Linked DNA regions of Macaca mulatta: region 1 is linked to region 2. Evidence: chromatin contacts called from public Hi-C data. All regions are on one chromosome and are shown on one strand. The core of a region is the stretch at or near the end of the contact, and the rest is flanking DNA. Distances in the headings are between cores, read along the strand shown. Region 1 holds the start of SANBR (SANT and BTB domain regulator of CSR). Region 2 holds the start of AHSA2 (activator of HSP90 ATPase homolog 2).

The links. A called contact is a pair of places that touch in the nucleus more often than the background predicts.
Region 1: a Hi-C map of fetal cortex germinal zone shows a contact between it and region 2, with 4 times the contacts expected there. The contact joins the promoter of SANBR here to the promoter of AHSA2 in region 2. A contact is called at or near these places in 3 of 14 Hi-C or Micro-C datasets (CD4 T cells, fetal cortex germinal zone and liver).

Annotation. Positions count from the first base shown.
Region 1 is chr13:63,703,272-63,706,558 of T2T-MMU8v2.0, reverse strand. It overlaps SANBR (SANT and BTB domain regulator of CSR), which reads left to right and starts at 1,298. Exons shown (of 21, transcript XR_013402769.1): 1 at 1,298-1,451.
Region 2 is chr13:63,588,846-63,592,060 of T2T-MMU8v2.0, reverse strand. It overlaps AHSA2 (activator of HSP90 ATPase homolog 2), which reads left to right and starts at 1,804. Exons shown (of 9, transcript XM_077959507.1): 1 at 1,804-2,091. The coding sequence starts at 1,925. LOC144333767 (a long non-coding RNA gene) reads right to left here and starts at 489. Exons shown (of 2, transcript XR_013402768.1): 1 at 351-489.

The DNA.
Region 1 (3,287 bases), core at 49-2,548, 120 kb before region 2:
CTGGGCGACAGAGCGAGACTCCGTCTCAAAAAAAATAAATAAAATAAAATAAAATAAAATAAAATAAAATAAAAAAAAGAATTTACCTAACCTAACCTAATATCTTGTGATACAACATTTGCCTAACTTTAATTTTTTTTTTTGATAGGGTCTCACTCTGTTGCCCAGCTTGGAGTGCAGTGGTGCAAACAGCTCATTGTGGCCTTGACCTCCTAGGCTCAAACAATCCTCCCACTTCAGCCTCCTATGTAGCTGGGACCACAGGCATGTGCCACCATGCCCAGTTAACTCTAAAAAAACCTTTTTTTTTTTTTTTTTTTTTGTAGAGACAGGGTCTCACTTTATTGCCCAGGCTGTGCTCAAGCAATCCTCCCGTCTTGGTCTCCCTAAATGCTGGGATTATGGGATTACAGGTGTGAGCCACCGCACCCAGCCACTTTAATGTCTTTATGGAACAAAAATCGTAAAAGATCTGCAGAAAGTCACAGGATGATACAATTGGAAACAACTCCTGACATTCTGTACAGTGAACCACTTGATCTCTACTTAATCATGAGATCTCATAGTAATTATTCATTTGGATAAGGCTTTACTTTTTCTGTTCTTTCTAATCCTAATATTTAATTTTGGTTCTCAGAATAGACCAAGTGGAAATTAGATAGAAATATTGACATGTAGCAGTTACCCTACAATATTGAGCCGTTTGCATTTTACTAGATGCCCAACAGTAGTGTTCCTTACAATAACACACACACACACCCATACCCACACACACCTTATTAATGTATGAAAACCGAATTTGTAATCCAGAACTATTTACATTTTTAAAGAGCTACCTCCTGGTAAAGACACTTCAGGTCCTTACCCAAAGACCTTGGTCTAAAACATACTTTTGGTGTCCCTCATCATGCGATCTTCCCGCTCTACGTAAGCAGTGTACCAAATGATCTGCACCAAGAACAATTTCATCCATTCTTTAATCAAGGTTCTTTTATCTCCTGTATATCCCCCTTTCTTCTGGACTCAGGGTTGGTCACCTAAGATCAGGCTCCTAGGATCTGGTTGCTAGGAGACAAGACGCTGGGAGGGTGGGGACGCTACACTGCGACAAGCCTGGGAGTGAACGCCGGAGGAAGAAGGAGCAGGAGCAAGCAAGGCGAGGCGACAGTCAGCTGCCGCAGCCCGTCTGGCTCCCTCCCGCCCGGCAGGGCTCGGCGCTCATTGGCTCTGCCGCTGCGGCGTTGGCCCGCGATTGGCCGGGCGGCGTCGGCTCGGCGTCCCGCGGCCCGTCGGCTCTAGTCTCCGCAGCCGCCTGCAAGGGGCGGGGGCGGAGTGTGAGGCGCGGCGGACGGGGTTGCGGGCTCGGTAGCGGCGCTTCAGGGCGCGAGCGCGGGAGGTGCTGCTACTGCAGGTAACAGAGGCGCTGCGAGGGCAGCCGCGGCCCTGTGGAGGTGAGTGAGACGCCTAGGGGGCTCGGGTGGCCACCGCGGGGAGGGAAGTGCAGCATGGGGCGGTACCGCTCACAGCCAGCCGGCTCCCGCCGCGGCTTCCCACCCCCGGCGGCCCGGGCGGGGGTCCCACTCGCCCAAACGCCCCCGAACGCCCCCGTGGACAGCCCTCAGCCGGCCGCTCCCCGAGCAGCCCGCCGGCCTGTGTCCAGTCACCCGCCCGGTCCATGTCCCTGCAGACCGTCCCGCCCTCGCACAGCGGCGGGAACCCCAGTCTGCGCTCCCGGCCGCGCCCCGGGCCTCTGCCTCGCCTCGCCCCGCGGTCTGGAGTCTTTGTTTGCTCTGCGCCCCTGGAGTTTCTGTGCCTCCACGGGCATGAGCGGGGCGCGAAGGTCTGGGGGTGCCCCGAGGACGCGCCGCGCAGTGAGCCTCCGGGCCCAAGGTTTGAAGGGGTTTGACCTCATCCCGGGTCTGGGATGTGATTTTATTTTCTCCTCCAGCTGCCTCCGATCTCTTGTGTGTGCAGAAGTCAGGAAGCCTGGGTACAAGGCTTCTTCCCGGTCCGGGATGACTCGGTGTTACCGCCGCCTTCTGTTAGGCCAGAGGCCTTTGACCTGCCTGCCTGCCTGCCCCACGGGGTCCCCTCTCTTCCCATCTTTCCACTGCCTAAGGAAAAACGTCTCTGTCTCCAAGAGCTTTTTTTTCTATTTGAAATAAGAAAAAAAAATATCAGATTCCTGTTGTACACCTCTAAGTGACTTAGACTAGTCTTATTAATACGTATATATTAAATATATAAACCAAGAGAAGGGGGTGGGGGATGGGAGGGGAAGTGTGTTCCTAAAAAGTGAAGTCTGTTAAACAAATTGGATTTTTATTTTTGGTAAATAACGTATTTTACCTTAAATATTCAAGATTTTGGTATTTTATGAATGGGAGTGGATTTCATAGTAATTTGAACTTTGAACTTTTTCTTGTCACTGTTTTTGATAAATTTATAATTTCCAGAATGAGGTGCACTATGACAGCTATTTAGAGATAATTTATGTTTTATTAAGGATTATCCATCAGTGCTATGCCTTTTATACTTAAATTCAGACTCTGATTTCTTGGACAATCATTTAACTAGAATTAATGCTGGGGAGTCTTCCCTTGCCCAGTATAGTTGTATAACAACTGTACAGTTGGTCAACAGAAAAACTTTTTTTCACATTTGGATGATTTAAAGTACTGTTAAACATGTATAGCATAAATGAGTATCACATTTGAAATATAAGCTTTTAAGTGTTTGACGTGGGTAATATTTTAAAAATGAATCTTTTTGGAAGTGAAGAGAAGTAAGCTGTCAGGGAGGATCCTTGCCCTGAATTCCATTTTAGATTGTTTTCTACCAAGGCCCAAAAAATCATAATAAAACACCCTGGCCAGGCGCGGTGGCTCACGCCTGTAATCCCAGCACTTTGAGAGGCCCAGACGGGCGGATCACGAGGTCAGGAGATCAAGAACATCCTGGCCGACATGGTGGAACCCTGTCTCTACTAAAAATACAAAAATTAGCTGGGCATGGTGGTGCGTGCCTGTAATCCCAGCTACTCGGGAGGCTGAGGCAGGAGAATCGCTTGAACCTGGGAGGCAGAGGTTGCAGTGAATGGAGATTGTGCCACCACACTTTGGCCTGAAGAGAGAACGAGCGAAACTCCATCTTAAAACAACAACAGCGCACCATATGCTCTAACATGCCTCCATAATTGTGTGGTATGAAAAGCGATCCAAGTACTAGGCAAACAAGTAGAGATCAGTTCACTAGAGAGAAACCAAGTCTTTAAAGGATTCAAAACT
Region 2 (3,215 bases), core at 555-3,054:
CACAAAAAAAGTCAATCCGTGCACCCTGGGTCCCTGATTAAATGCTTCTGTGATTGCCTTCCTCCTTCTTAGTCGCTCTTTGCAGGCCCCCTCTTCCCTGCCTGCCTCTTACCTGCTGATTTTTTCCAGAGTTATAGCCCAAGCCTCATTCCAGCCTCTTTCCATTCTAGTCTCTGAGGGTGCGGCTACTAACCAAGCTGCAAGTCCCAGTCGCTGAACAAAACGTTTTTCTCTGCTGCACCCCAGTGTCTGACGCACTCAGATTCCACTTCTGAACACCTCTCATCCCTGAATATTTGTCACCCCTTCTCCACCCTGACAAGTCCCCCTCCTTCCAGTTTCCATCTTACCCCATCCATTGTCCAAAAGTCCGTAAGAATGATTTTTTTTTTTTTTTTTTTTTTTTGGTGACGGAGTCTCGCTCTGTTTCCCAGGCTGGAGCGCAGTGGCGCGATCTCGGCTCCCGGGTTCACGCCATTCTCCTGTCTCGGCCTCCCGAGTAGGTGGGACTACAGGCGCCCGCCACCACGCCCGGCTAATTTTTTTGTATTTTTAGTAGAGACGGAGTTTCACGGTGTTAGACATGATAGTCTCCATCTCCTGACCTCGTGATCCGCTCGCCTTGGCCTTCCAAAGTGCTGGGATTACAGGCGTGAGCCACCGCGCCCGGCCAAGACTGATTTTTCTAGAACATATTTGACCGTGTCATTTCTCCATTTAGGTTGCCTCAGTGGTTGCCCATTGCCTGTACGACCAAGTGCAAGCTCCTTAGCAGGGGAAACGAGGCTTCTTATGATCAGGCAACCCCACCGCGCTGCTCCTTCATGTGACTCTGTTATAGCTGCTTTAGTTAAGTGTGAAAGGTGAAATCAAAACGTCTTTTTGTTTTGAGGTCAAAACGCCTTGAAGCAGTGTATTTACATGACTGTTGTAGCTTTCTGGAAGATAATGTTGGAACGTGGTAGCTCCGGTAGTCAAATAGAGAAAATGTCTGCACTCGTGAGCGTTATTTCGTGGACTACCGCAGGCAAAGGACAGGTCGGCACAGGGGAAGAGAACAGCCAGCTGCTTCCACCCTTTCACTGTCCTACCCATTTCTGTGCTAACTACCCATGTAGTTAGCAGAGAACACCCCAGTAACATTGTCCAAATAGTTCGGGCAAAGTTTTTGCTAGAAGCCGAAAATTCGTGAAAGGAATCAATACTCCAAGATAAAGTGCATCAGTTTGCAGTAATATGCGTTTGCAATCACATTCTTTGGTTCTCTCTAAAGGGCTGTTACGTGAATAAAACGGAAATACTCCTGCAGTAACATGGGACTAGTTGGAAAGGTGCTGGGAATACGGGAGGGCGAGAAACCGCGTCGCGGAGAAAGCCGCAGCGCAGCTACTGCGCGCGAACTCGCTCTCAAGCGAAAACCGCAAACGGTGTGACGGGGGCGCGTTGTGGCCCCAAAGGCCGGTCTCACAGCGACCTGGGCGTTCAAGGTCGTGTCCTCGAGGGCCAGGGAGCCTGCCGAGGCCACCGCACGACCATGTCGCGTCTGCACCGCCGGTTGGGCTCTCGGGTACCCGCTACTCAGAGCCCTGTTATCCGGCGCCGGGAACCACGAGCCAGCCAGCACCGCGGGTCCTGCAGCGGCCTCCGCCCTTCGCAGGCGGCCCAGGCAGCCCCGTCTCGCCCCAGCGTTAGGAGACGCGCAGCGGAACCCCGGCGGTCCTAGCCCCTCCCCGCCTCCGCATGCCCGTACGACCCGCCTCTCAGATCCCGGCCGGGGCTCCCGGGCGCGCCGCGGCGGGGCGGGGCCTTCTGGCAGTTTCTGGGCGCTGCGAACGCGCCGCTCCAGGGCTCGGCGGCCGGAAACGCCGGCTTCGGAGCCGCAGCGCCTTGGCCTTTCCGTGTTTTCCGTCCAGTCTGCTCCGCCATGGCCAAGTGGGGCCAGGGGGACCCGCGCTGGATCGTGGAGGAGCGGGAGGACGGGACCAACGTGAACAACTGGCATTGGTGCGGCCGGCGGGGTGGCGCGGCCGGCGGCGGCCTCCTTCCGGGATCTGGGGAGGGCCGGCCCGCGGGAGCTGAGACTGCGCTGGGGTCTGTGCGGGGCCGCAGGGTCGCGGGGGTGAGGGGACTAGGGGGCCACGCCCCTCCTCTGCTGCTGGACGCAGGTTTCGGCCTCCGCCTCGGTTCAGGAGCGTCCTTGGGTACGGAGACCGGCGAGGGCGGGTTGCAGCTGCCTCTTTTTGAAAGTTGGGTTGGGCCCCACGAGTGACTTCCGACAGACCTTTCCACTCCCTCCGTCTGTGGTCTTAGGGCCTTCCCTTCTCCTCCCGCCCCACTCCTCTGGATGTTTCGGGGAGTTAGAAGGGAGCTGGATTGAGAGAGTGTGTTAGGGGCGGGGGCGGGGGCATGGAACGTAGTGGAAAGAGCAGAAATTTGGATCTCAGTTCGCGCCCACCCCGCAGGCGTCCCCCGCCAGCCGGGCCTACTGTGAGTGAGACAAGCTCCCCTTACTTTGCGCGCCTCACCTGGCGCGTGGGGCGAGGTCGGCCGCCCTCTGCTGCAGAACCTCCGGAAGGGGTGTCCTCTGCCCTGTGCCCCTGGCCGGGGCTGTGGTCCCTCCAGGCCGTCAAGGGGATGCTGAGGCCGGTCCCCAGGGAGCATGACTTGGCTGGTCCGGAGGAGCCCTGAGGGCATGGGCAATCTTGGCTCACGCAATCTCCGCTTCCCGGGTCAAGCGAGTCTCCTGCCTCAGCCTCATGAGTAGCTGGGACTACAGGCGTGAACCACCACGCCAGTCTGATGTTTGTATTTTTAGTAGAGACGGGGTTTCACCATGTTGGTCAGGCTGGTCTCGAACTCCAGAGCTCGTGATCCGCCCGCCTCGGCCTCCCAAAGTGCTGGGATTACAGGCGTGAGCTACGGCGGCCGGCCAAGAACTGACTTTCTAGTGTCCTGGCCTTGGCCCGATGGACACGTCAGTCCTCTCACCTGGTTTCTGTCCCGTAAAGGGAGACAATTATTACTTGGGAAGATTACGTTAGACGATGTGTATGTGAAGAAACTTGATAGCTGGTATTGTCATGATTCTGATTATTTCACTACTGCTACTTTCCATGTGGCCCAGGCTTTGTCTATTTCCAGTGGGCGAGCTAGCTAGACCCTTCTCCCCTAAATAAGCCAGTGTTTTTAAGACAGAATACTACTTTCGTAGTGGA